Regions from separate parts of the Gossypium hirsutum genome. Here region 1 is linked to region 2. The links are chromatin contacts, called in public Hi-C maps. All regions are on one chromosome and are shown on one strand. The core of a region is the stretch at or near the end of the contact, and the rest is flanking DNA. Distances in the headings are between cores, read along the strand shown.

Region 1 (6,482 bases), core at 994-3,493, 730 kb before region 2:
CACCTTCTTTCTCCTTGACCGAAAGTGACAAGTGATTTGAACACATAGAAGAAAAATCCTTTGATGATGGTTCTGCCTGACTATAAATGTAGAAGCATGGCATCACTGCAATAAAGGAACAAAATGAATCCAGCAAGACTTTTAGCACAACAAAATTAGTATACAAACAACATGAAGAAAAGAAACTTAGATCGCAATTTAAAGCAACTTTAAAATCAAAATGCAACACCCCAGACCCAATACAAGATATATATGAAACAGAAAGAATGAGACTGCAGTGTTTGCCACAGTGTAGAGAAGAACTTGGCTGTGATGTGATTATTAGCATCGACGACACTTAATTGTAGAACAGATTGTAGAGTTTAAGCTATCACATGCAATCATACATCATATAAGGGCAACCTCACCTGGTGTATCAGTATCAACCCCTCTTGTTTGTGCAATTAAAGACAAAGAATGCTTCACAGCACCCTCAGAATTCCGGTTGCTACTTGTCTTCTTGGGCTCAGAACTCAAGCTTGCCACTTCAGAAAATGCTCTACTCAAGTCCTCCAAATCCAAATCTTCATTATCCTCATCACTCAAATTCTCCCACCAGTTAGTTTTTGGAACAGAAACAAGAGATGAAGCTGAAGGAGCTTTATCCAGAGTAGCAGCGGAGGATGATTCCTTTGATTCATTTTCCACTTTCTGAATCCGAAGAGCTCGCCAACTATATAATTATATTTCATTAATTAAAGTATACATCTAAGTAGCCATTATTCTCATACTACAAGCACTGGTGTGTGATGGGCACAAGGTGCATTATAAGCACTAGTTAACTTTGCCTTAGGCGCAACGCACAAGGCAAAAAAAAGCACTAGCCTGAGAAAAGTAATGTGCAATATGTAAATGTGTGAACTTTTATATGTAATATAAAGCTTGAGATTTATAATAAACTCTAAAGTCTGGTCTAGTTTATCTACAAAACATGCATTTTTTTTATTGGTCAATATACTTGATTTCCTTATGGTCAATGTCTATTGTTGAATACTCAAATATTAAGAAGTATTAGAGTCTGGTACTATCCTCTTTTTACTAAGGCATATCTAACGAAAAAAAGTGAAAATTAAAAGAAATTAAGGATAACTTCAATTAGGAAGGCTTTTTTAATGGCTATCGCCTTACAAAAATAGGTGCCTACGTGCAGTAGGTGTGCGCCTGATTAAATGGACTTTTCCTGAAAGGGTCTAAGGCGATTTTGCTGTCCAGTGCCGCAGGCGCACCTAAGAACACGCCTTGACAACACTGACTAAAAGAGAACATAACACCTATGCAGTTAAAAGAATCATGTTTCAATGATAAACAAGGGTCAAACAAACAAATCAGAGAAACAACCTGAGAGAAGAGCTACCACAATTTGGTGCCACACAACCAAAAACAAGAAGTAGACGGTCTTCTACGTTCAAAGTTCCACTTGAAACTGGAGCATAAACCTTAACAGGAATTTAGCCAAATAATATAATTTATTGGATTCAAATGTTAAAAGTTTTGTCGACAATAACAGGAAGAAAATGCATTAGAGTTAGAATAAGAAAAACCTGAGCAACAAGACAGAGTTTACTTCCACATTGTGTGCAGTGAATAAGTGTAGGGTTGAACTTCAAAGCCTCTATAGGAAGAGGCCAATCCTGTTAAAAGAACAAAGTTGAAGGTATAGAAAAACATAACCCAGAAAAAAAAAACTAACTGTTGATGTCCTCTGCTAGGTTTAGCTGAGTAGATGTCTAAGGAAAAGGCTGAAGGCTAGTGAGGGAGCACAAAAGCTTTAAATATCCTCCGAACCCACACTAATTTAAGGATCAAAAGACGACCCAAAATCCGAACTACATTAACCCATGTGTTTGTAGATAGCCTTCTTCATGCTTTGCTTGAAAACCCACAAAGATTGATTTACTCAGCTGAAGGGCTTGAACTAGCAGAGGACATGAATACATATGAAGATGAAAAGAGGGAGAAGGAGAAATACAGGAAGTCCACCAATTTTGGTAGTGTAATGATCAGAGGGCTCACGGTTATCCTCAGCCCATGGCCCTGGCAAGCCTAGCACAACCCTACTCATCAAGCTTTCAAATAGCGATGTAAACTGATGCCTTCGAAAAAAAAAAAAAGGTTTCTCCACAACCAAGTCAACAGAGACGGAGAGAAAGTATGAGATGGGAGTGAGTCGGGAAATGTTAGAGATATATAAGTTTGGTTAAACTAAAAAAAATAGTGATTTATGCATTATTTAAATTAGACTTATTGGGTAAGTTACTCCTCCAGCGCACGTCCAGATTTTAAAAAAAAATTGGTAAAAAATATTAAAGTTTGATAAAAAAAATTCAAAAAAAAATTAACTCTTTTTAAAATACGAGTTAGATTCGAGCTTGATTGTTTAAGGTTTAAATAAATTTGATCTATTTTTAATATTATAATAATTTATATTATGCTATTTATAATACATTAAAAAATAAATTTATACTAAATATATAATATTACTTTAAACATTAAAATAATGTTAAGATGATTATATAAAAAATTTTAATAAATAAAAAAATATTAATATTAAAATAATATAATATAAATATTTTTAAAATATAATATGGACGGACTTAAAATAGACTTGGGTTAATCTTTTGGAAATATGAGCGGGTTTGAGTAAAATTTTAGCAAAATTCTAGGCCCATATTTCGGGCTGGGCCAAGCTTGGGCAAGTATAAAGTATATTAATATCATGCTTAGATCCAACCCAAATCTAACCCGATCCGACCCATGAACACATCTAGTTTAAACTAAGTTTTGGTCACCAAAATTTAATTTCAGTAACATTATCGATTTGTAACATTTTAATTATTATGTTGTTATTTGACATTAAAGATATGATGGAAGTATCATATGACAAATAGTATCACTAAATGCCAACATGTTTTCTACGTGTAACACGCCATGCTCGACCCGTCTGTCGGATCCGGGTATAGAGCGTCACAAATGGACCTATGCTTAATAATTGCTAGCTTAACTGCTATAAAACAGTCTAAATTAAAATTATAAAATTTAAAAATAATAGTTCTTATAACTAAGGCCTTAAGCCACCAAATGCTTAGTCTCTTATATTCTTATCTCTAATATGATTTTTTTATTTACAATGGCCATTTTACAAATCTTAAACCTTAACTAAAGACTATGTGTCCTAAAATCCAAATTCTAATTGTGCTATCGGGCTTCATCGTTAATAATCCTATGGGGAAGCCTCCAATTGTATCCTTTTCCTATGTGCATGACTCGATCCAACAATGATCCTTGATCTTCACTTTACCTGGTTTAGTTCCTCTTCTTAGTCCTCGATCACCCTCACAAGTCCTGTGAACATTAGTTAACTTCGTAAGTTCGATTGAACTTAGTGAGTTCCTATACCGATCATGATTAACCCTATCACAGAAGGGTAAACAATCGTAAAATAAATTAAATATAAATTTACTCCCTGTTCACTTATGACAAGTTTACCTTGTTAGGGTGGCGGGCTCCATCCAATCCTTCGAGCTACTTGGCTTGCTATGAAACTTTCCTCTAGTCGAATTCTTTGCTCGACTGTATCCCTGACACTTCGCTATCTCGACAAATTCATTCCTTACTTCTCATATCCCTGACATTTCTTATTTTTTTTTCTCATGTTCCTACGAACAGAGCCCGTGTTTAATGTCCCGATGGACTTTACTTGTTTTGTGTTTACTATCCCAGTAGACTTACTTTGTTTCGTGTTTACTGTCCTGATGGATTTACTTTGTAGATGCCATGGAGTCATACATCCATGATCTTATACTGATCTGCCCTCCCGACGTACTATCTTGTGATGCCATAGAGTTTTTAATCCATGGTCTTACTCATTGAATTTAGTTTTTATAACGTCTTTCATCTATGGTCTTACATCGCATACTTTATACCATTTACCTTGATGTCATGGTGTCTTTCATCTATGGTCTTACACCATTATCATTACCATGTATAATGCAACCATGACATCTTTCATCCATGGTCTCATGCTATGTACTTTATACCAGACTACCATAGCCTCTTTCATCTATTGTATTACGCCATATACCGTCATTATAGTGTTACCCTAAAGGACCAATCGATACGGTCGTCTCGGTAAATACCATTCCATTATCTCATTTCCCAAATCCTCCTATCATTACCTCATTTACACAACCTAACCTTGATGGTCGAACACTCAAGTGTTCTCTCTGCCAGGTCCGGAGCTTCATCCAAGGTAGTAACTAAAAGTTATCTCTCCATTTCCCTTCCTTACTTCATCTATCCCATGAAGGTTTTTCCCACAAACATGCAATGCATGTTCTTATCATCATTTATCATGCTCATGCAAACATGACATACTTAAACAGTAGTAAACCTAACAGTAAGTTTGGAGTCTGGAACTTACCTTAAACTCTATCATCTTCATAACTTATTTCTTCTCTCGAGTATAGGAGCTTCCATTCTCCAGGTAGCAATTTACTATAAAAAAACCCACTAGTTAAACTTACTCTACATCTTAACAACTTAAAATTTTATGACATGAAAAACCCTTAAAACAGTTTTGATGTCTATAAACTTCTCCCTATGTATACAGAAGGGTTAAGAACCTTACCCGCTTGTTGGTTTCCCTACTTTTTTAGCCCTATCCTCATAGAGTCTACTCCATGTAGAACCTTCCGTGGCTACTCATTCTTCGAGCTACTAAAGAGTATGAAGAACGAAAGAAACTGAATCAGAATCGGGAAGAAAATCAACCCTGAGAAGCCATCTCCCAACTATTTATAAACCTTCCTGTAATCCTATGAGAGTCGTCCATGGCTAATTATTATGTCTACCACTAAGGAATCAACAGGTTCTATTCTAACCAAACCAAAATTGAATCTCAACCATACCTAATTCGGTTTCTAGCTTTTCCATTTCTTTCAATATAGGCCACCAACTTGCGGTCTCTTTCAATTTAGTCCCTTAGTTATTCTTAATTTCAAGTTATTAGAAATTCAGGTGTTACACCATGTCAATGTCACATAAGTAAACACGTTTTTTACTTTAAAATTTACAAATCTATAATGCTTAATTTACATTCTAATATTTAAAATCCTAGAACTCTAAACTAATAGGCTTAAAAGACTTTCAATTAACCAAATAAATAAGAAAAAGAAAAAGAAGGAGGAGGAAGAGGAGGAGGAGAAGGAGAGAGACATCTAACTTGCACATGGAGAAAGCAATCCGTATGCTGAGTAAAATATTCAGTGGTTTTTCTATAATTTAAGTAGATAATATTAACATTAGCAATTCTACCTAAATAAATGTGTTTATCATATGCATATATCTACCATATAATTATAACTTGAAGTTATCGAGCTTAACGTTCTTGATAATAAACTTGTTATGTGAACAAAACCAACACTTCTTGTTCCTGCTTCAATAAAATTCAAAGATACAAATCATTATACTCATAATAATAATTTAAAATAATATGTAACCCCTCGTAATTCAAACCAATCGCCAAGCTCGATCACCAAACCCAAACTACGAAATATTACCACATATATAAAAATACAACACCTACCATTTAAAGCAATTAATTAATTTAAACATCAAATCATGTCATAATTCTATGAATAATGTGAAATACAACCAAGATCAAGTCTTAAATGAGTTTACGAAAGCTCTTAAGTTGACCCCGAGAACAAATAAGGACTAAATTGGAAACTTTTAAAAAAATAATGGAAAATTTTCAAAACAAGGGTGATGTAATGACCTGTTTCCTGTAGCATCAAAAACGATGGCTTCGGGATCTTAATTCTAATAAATGAATCAGTGTTCTATTTATTAAGTAATGTTTATAGGGTTGTTGAAGGATTTTATTAAAAATTTGTTAAGCAATTTAGATGTTGATTAGTTAATTAATTAGAAAAGACTAAATTGTAAAATGTTGAAAAGTTAGTTGTAATAATTAAAAGCATTAAATGGTTCGTAAATTATAAGTTGAAGGATTTAAGTAATAATTAAATCATTTTAAATGGGAATGGACGATAGTGGGTGTAGTTGTTAAAGAGAATTTTATGTAGTCATAAGGGTAATTTGGTTTTTAAGAGTTTAAGTAAACTTTGACTAAAATATAGAAAATTTAGTCATCTTCTCCAAGTGTTTTCGGTTCTACTGAAAAGAAAGAAAGAATAACACCATTAGAAAGGAGGGCAAGGTTCTGTACAGTGAACTCTTTGCATGTAAGTGTTCTAGCTCTTATTTTTGTTAATTTTTGTAGTTTTAGGACCCTTGAAGCTAGACCAAGCTAAATTAAGGGTAAAATTGAAAAATGGTGACATGTTTAGGGACTGATTTTGTTAAGACTGTTGATGCTTTGAAGTATTGAATGTATTAATGAGTTTTGTGGTGTGATTGAACTAATTTTTGTGTAATGATTT
Region 2 (7,017 bases), core at 203-2,702:
TGGAAAATCATACTCCATAAAATTAAATATTAGCATTAATTTGTATCGTCAAATAGCATCTATCAACAATTAGTAGCCCATTGACTACATAGTCAAACTTCATTATAAAATATAAATAAACAGAAAAAAAGGAAACGTAGACAAAAAAAGCAGTACCAGTAAATCCATTGCGACTGAGATCCAACTCTTCCAGCGGAACAGAGCCCTCTAACAACTCCACTGGCACCGGGCCGAAGAGCTGATTTGTTCCCAACCTCAAAACGCGTAAACCCGGCAAAGACCCGAAACTTGGCAACGACCCAGCAATCAAATTATCACCCAAATCCAAAACTTGCAATTTCTTAAACAACCCAATCGCTTCCTCTTTGAAAAACCCACCATTCAACTGGTTATGACTCAAGTTCACAAAGCGCGCTGTATTGGCCAAACTAGACACATTTTCAACTGCCACAGACAGGCCCCCATAAAACGCGTTATAACTTAAATCAACGTGTTCAACATTCCTTAACTCAGTGAATAACTGGCCTATATCGCCTCGAAGCGCATTGTTGTGTAAATCTAACACTCTTAATTGCTGTAAATTTCGGAACCCAGCCGGTAACCCACCGTCGAACTTGTTACCCGACAAATTCAAGTAATTTAACTCGTAAAGGTCCATGATCCGGCCAGGGATCGTGCCGATGAACTGATTATTGGACAGATCCAAATGTTGCAGAGAGGTTATCGACCCCAATGCGGGTGCGACCCGACCCGTGAAAGCGTTACCTGACAAGGAGAGGTTTTGGAGGTTCTTGAGGGGAGTGAGAGTGTGGAACTTGAGGTCTCCGACAAGGCCGAGACGATCTAAGTTGAGGGAAACGATAGAATCAGAATTCGGGTCGCGGGTGACGCCGGTCCATGAAGTAGGGTCGGGTCGGGAATCCGGATCCCATACGGAGAGTACCTTATCAAAGGGATCGGTTTTGATGCCTTTTTTGAACTCGAGTAAAGATCGGAGCTCCGACGGGTCGAAGCCAGATGCAGAGGCTACTCCCGAAAACAACAGTAACAAAAGAAGATAAGAAGAGAAAGCGAAAGAAATAGGGAGATTCATTTAATTCATTGATTAGAAAACCCAGCAACTGAAGCTTTTGCGTGACAGACAAAGAGCAAGTTAGGGTTTTCAAAGGAGAGGGGAAAAAAACCTCAACGCGATTTGTTTTTTTTACTAAATTCAACAATGGGGGGGGGGGGGTAGGGGATAGAGTTAGAGAAAGATGGCTGGTGGGAAAATGGTAAGTACAGTCTGTAAAGGCCTTACAACTTACAACCTTAGCTAAGAAAGAGAAAGAGGGAGAGAAATTGTCGATTTTCTTTCCATTTTTATTTTCTTTCGGATTTTGGTTTTGCTTGCAGGAGATATATGATAATATGCTAATAATCTTAGTTGCCCCCGCTATTCTTTAATCTTTTCTTTATTAGCTACTACTAACTGATGTTGCTTTCCCCCAAATCTCGCTCACTTGTTAGAACTTACGTGTTTTTTTGCTAAATTACACTCATGGTACTCAATTATTACTAAATTTATACTTTGATTACTAATTTATGAAAACTTACAATTTAATCATTTAATTAATCGAAATTTATCATTTAACTTATCTCTTTATTAACTTGCTGCTTAATCACTATTCCTCATTATACTACTAATTTTTTTACCCATGTGTATTACTTAAAATATATTAAAATATTTTTTTTAAAATTTAAACGTTTCACTTAGAATTTTATAAAAAGTATTTAACAAAATAAATGTTTCATTAATTAGTTTGAATATATGATATTAAAATGATTTAAAAATTAAATATATTTTTTTATGTTCTTATATATAAAAAAATTAACATGAAATTGATAAAGAGTTTATAATTTAAATAAACAAATGTGATGTTATCTTTATTTCAATGATTTATAAATTTGATTGATTAATTCAATTTAATTAAAGTAAATATAAAAAATTAAAAATAAAGGTATATTAAGTGTGTATTAATTAAATTTTATGTTCTTGGCTCGGCTTAAATTTAATTAAATAATTTTTTTATTTTTTATTTAAATTTAATTATAAAATATATAAAATTATATATTTTATTATTTTAATATTGTAAATTATTAAAAAATGAAATAAAGGTAAATCAAATTCTCTTTTTATGAAAGATTACACCATTATTTTATTATTTGCTAAAAATAGGTAAAATAATATTTTTTTTCTTATTTAAAAAAACAAATGTAGATTAAAATAATAGTTACTTTATTGTACTTATTGATTAATATAAATTATTATTAAAATATTTGTAAAAATAAAACCCACATTAAATATAATTAAAAAAATATTTTAAAACTCTCTATATTATTTCCTTCACTAAATAAAACAACCTCTCAAATGTCTTTTAAATTTTGCATTTGCATGTAGTTATTATCATTTTTATTATTAATATATAATTTTGGAATTCTAATTATATTATTTCAAAATTTTAAAATTAATATTGATTTGATTTTAAAATTACCAATATTGCTTAAAAGATTCTTACTTGAATCCTATTAATTTAATAGTTTATATTGTTTAAAATGGAAAAAGGGTAACTGCTCAATTCTCATGTCTTCTCTCTGTGAAAACGCTGGTAATGAGGATTCATCTGTAGAAGATTTAATTTCTAAAAAAGTTCGATTCAGAGATAAAGATGAGATTATGGACAGTGATATGCTGATCGATCTATCCACTGAACAATAGATCTCTTGGAGAGACAAGCTTGTAGGGTATCCTTCCAAAACTGTTAGTAATGGCTCAGAGGAAAAGGAAGACTTTGACTTCCTGGAAAGAGACATATAGAAGTCTCCTATAAATGGGGTTCCCTCTATTAATTATTCGAATAGGATCCATCAAATTCTCATCAAAGGTATGGATAATTGACAAACCATAAAAGTAACATGTTTTAATCCCATGCTTGACATGTTTTTGGATGATTTATTATGTGAATTAGTGAATTTGATGCTCCTAATCCTTTAAATTTATGTTTTCATACTTAGTTGAGCATAAGGAAGTGAAAGGAGCGAAAAATGGGCCAAAATCGGACAAAAAAGCTATTTTCAAGAACCACACGGCCTGGGCACTTCCACATGGGCTGGGCACACGCCCATGTGAGCCACACGAGTTGGCCACATGCCCCTGTGCTAGCCCATATTGATTTCGAATCCTGCTTCTCTTTTATGCGAAAAAAACCTAATTTTTAGGGTTTCTGAGCATTCCAAAGTTTATAAATACATATTAAAAGAGGACTAAAGGGAGGACGCAGAGTAGAACGAAGAAATTACTTGAAGAACACCACCAGAATCAACTTAGAAGTAATCTCCTTTAAGATTGAAAATCTCCATTCAAATTTCCTTAGTAGTTTTATTGGATTTCTTATGTCTTGTTGTTATTCTAATTTTGAAATGTTTCCGTCCCAGATTATAAACTAAATTCCCTAGATATCTAGGGAAGATGAAACCTATGATGGATCTTATTATTTTATTTTCTGAATTATATGATAAATACTTGATTCTTGTTCTCAATTATGCATGTTTATTTCTTACTTTAATATTTTTAGGATATTAATTCAAGTGTGATGTGCTTATTTTAGTGGAGCAAAAGTCCTTGTTTAATAGTAAATTTGGCATAATTGAGTGAAGTTGCATGCAATCCTAGAAATAGAATGAAAAAAATCTACAAGATTAGAGTCAAATCTAATAGGGGAATCCACAGATCGAGTTAATGCGACAATAGGGGTTTTAATTAGAAAGAGATTTCAGTTAATCAACCTAGAGTCAGTTGTTAGAAAGAGATTTCAATTAATCAACCTAGAGTTAGTTGTTCTTACTCTCGAAAGAGATATTAACATAATTTAGGTATTTCTACGATCAAGGCACAAGTGAATAAATTGTTTAATTCAAATTCAGAATAATAGGTGAAGTCTAGGTGGATTTTTTCTTGGGTATTGTTGTAACTCCCCAAACTCGACCTAGAAGTTAGGCCCGAATCTGGCATGTCATTTTGAAGTGTTTTTCGAAAACCATGTTCTCATTGAAAACCCTTCTTACTATTTAAAACCTCTGGCCATTTTAAAACTTATGAAACGTTAATTCCCTTAAAACCTTTCTTGTTGTGGAAGCTTAATTTTAAACAGTTGAGGAAACGTGATATTTTGAAAACCAATTGTTGTTTTGGAAAACCGCGTCCTACTTTTAATAGATATTAAGCGTACTAAATAAATTTCCCAAATAAAAAGTTAAGAAAGTAAAGAAGCCTTAATACAACCCAAATTAAAAACCAATGTGCTTAACTAAATAAACGAAATAGAAAACATGTGCAGTTGTGTGGTCGTCTCCGAGTCCCTCTGCGACACCGATCCACCTAACGCTGGGATTACCTGCACAATTAATAAACGGGGTGAGTTTATGAAAACTCAGTGTGTAATCCCCTCCTAAACTAAAACAGTTAGTAAATAGAAAGAGTTTAGAATTAGTCTAAGCCGGAGCCCATTACAGTAACAGAACAATGTGTGTGGGCCAAAGCCTAGTACAATTTCACTTGGGTCTCAGCCATTGTCAGAATCAAACCATATGCATAATGCAAAAATGTATGCTAACCCATCCCATCCGACCCTGCACTTGCCTCTGTCCAACCCTGCACTACCTGCGAGGAATAAATCACTCGCGCCATCCCTACACTTACAATGTTAGCACCGGTTGCAGCACTAAGTCAACAGAACAACTCAAGGCCGTAAATAGGACAGCACATAGCCTTAAACAAGACAGCACATAGCCGTAAATATTGCAGCAACGCTGCCAGATAACAGGACGGCTGGAAGCCGTAAGTAGAATGGCACAATGGCACAAAGCCATTGATAACTACATCATGTTAGGCACATAGCCATCAACTAGAGTAATATAACCGGTACACAACCCTAGATAAATGTGATCGACACAGAGTCGTCAATAATCATATATTGGCACATAGCCTTAGGCAAATACGTTTGGCACACAACTATAATTAGGTTGGCACAGAGCCATATATAGGTTGGCACAAAGCCATAATCAGAATAATTGGCTTTAAGCCATCGATAGGTGTATCATGTTAGGCACATAGCCATCAGTGACGGTAATATAATCAACACACAACCTCGGGTAAATATGATCGACACGGAGTCGTCAATAATCATATATTGGGCTTAAAAGCCACCGGCGAATCCACGATCGTCAAGCAACCATACGATCCTTAATCGGCGGATCCACGGTCGTTAAGCAACCATGCGATCCTCAATTCGATGGATCCACGGTCATCAAGCAACCATGCGATCCTCAATTTCTTCCTCCGTTTCATAATTCCCACCCATGTGCAACATCATATTATATGAATGTAGCAAATATACACATGGCATACAAAATCATACAAATCACAGTCACAACAGTCCAATCATAGTCATACAATCTCAGTCAAAACAAAGTCAAATCAATCAAATTGTATTATCAGTGAGTCATATACCTTGGAGGGGCAGAACGGTCTTTTTACCTATTAGGGGTATTTTAGTCATTTCACCTTACAAGGGTGTTTTGGTAAATCTACAAACCAAGGGTATTTCGGTAATTTTACAAACCAATGGTATTTCTGTAAATTTTGAAAGTCAAAGGTATTTTTGTAATTTTGTAAAATTAAGGGTATTTCTGTAATTTTCCAAATCAAGAGTATTTTAGTAATTTTCCAAATTAGGGGTATTTTGGTAATTTTACAAATCGAGGGTATTTCAGTAATTTTACAAGTTAAGGGTATTTTAGTAATTTTATAAGTCGAGGGTATTTCGATAATTTCACAAACCAAGGGTATTTTGGTAATTTTACAAACTAGGGGTATTTAGGTAATTTTACAAACTAGGGGTATTCAGTAATTTTGTAAACTAAGAGTATTTCAGTAATTCTACCCTACAGGGGCATTTTAGTAATTCTACCCTACAGGGGTATTTCAGTAATACTAGCCTACAGATATGAGATTCAAAGAGTCCAATCCACAATTTATCCACTTAGGCCCATGAGCCCATTGGGCCCACATGGCCCATCCCGGCCCAAAGTAACCTAAGCCCACGAGAGCACTCATGATGGCATCAACCATCACGTCAAAGCTCCCACACGTTCGCTCGCACGCTAGTGTGTCTGCCATCGCCGTGTGACAGACATTTCGGCATTTGCCATTCTACAGTTAGAGTAGTGCGAAATACACACCTGTTTATGAGAACACGCCGAAGTCCACGATCACCAACTTTGGCACATCCTGCATTAAGTCTTAATCCCTTTTTCCCCCTCCAACTCATCTGGTTCTCTCTATTTAAAGCATGCTTCTTGCCAATACTCATGTTAGCTTCCCAATGTAGGATTACTTTCAACCATTAAGAAAATTCCTTATTTATTATGACCACTTTAACCACAGAGTTCCAGTCCAACTCCACCTCCTACACAGCTCCAATAGCAAAATAAATACCCCATTGCGCATCCCAAGACTTGAACCTTAGACCTCATAGTTACACAACACGCCACCTTGCCACTCTACCACAAGCTTTTTGTGTGTCATATTTCATCCTCAATTAATTATAAGGCATATGTGCTAACGTCCAAATTCCTTTAAAAGAAAAACCAAAATAAATTGCAAGAGCCAAGACTTGAACCTAGACTCCCTTGCAACCTTAATGACGCCACAACCACTAGACCACATGCTTCCTTGTGTCATTTATTTACCATAATAATTTAAAGGTCTTCATCCAAGCACCCAGGGTTTTATTCACTTAAAACCAAATTTTTTGCTAAAGCCTAGGTTTGAACCCAAGACTTTTCGAACTCCTCTCAGGACCCTTAACCACTTAAGCAGACTTTTAATTGTGTCATTTCCTTGCATAATTAAATGCTTATATACAACCTCCTTACGGACCCATACTCAAGGCCCAATACTTTTAGGCCCAAATTCGG

The links. A called contact is a pair of places that touch in the nucleus more often than the background predicts.
Region 1: a contact with region 2 is called in a Hi-C map of leaf, with 5 times the contacts expected there. The contact joins the promoter of LOC107897635 here to the promoter of LOC107897666 in region 2. A contact is called at or near these places in 3 of 34 Hi-C or Micro-C datasets (hypocotyl and leaf).

What each region holds. Positions count from the first base shown.
Region 1 is chrA11:38,951,411-38,957,892 of Gossypium_hirsutum_v2.1, reverse strand. LOC107897635 (programmed cell death protein 2-like) reads right to left here and starts at 2,243. Exons shown (of 8, transcript XM_041081950.1): 1 at 2,009-2,243; 2 at 1,581-1,670; 3 at 1,378-1,475; 4 at 408-712; 5 at 1-105. The coding sequence starts at 2,101.
Region 2 is chrA11:38,216,372-38,223,388 of Gossypium_hirsutum_v2.1, reverse strand. LOC107897666 (probable inactive receptor kinase At5g10020) reads right to left here and starts at 1,452. Exons shown (of 3, transcript XM_016823191.2): 1 at 157-1,452. The coding sequence starts at 1,093.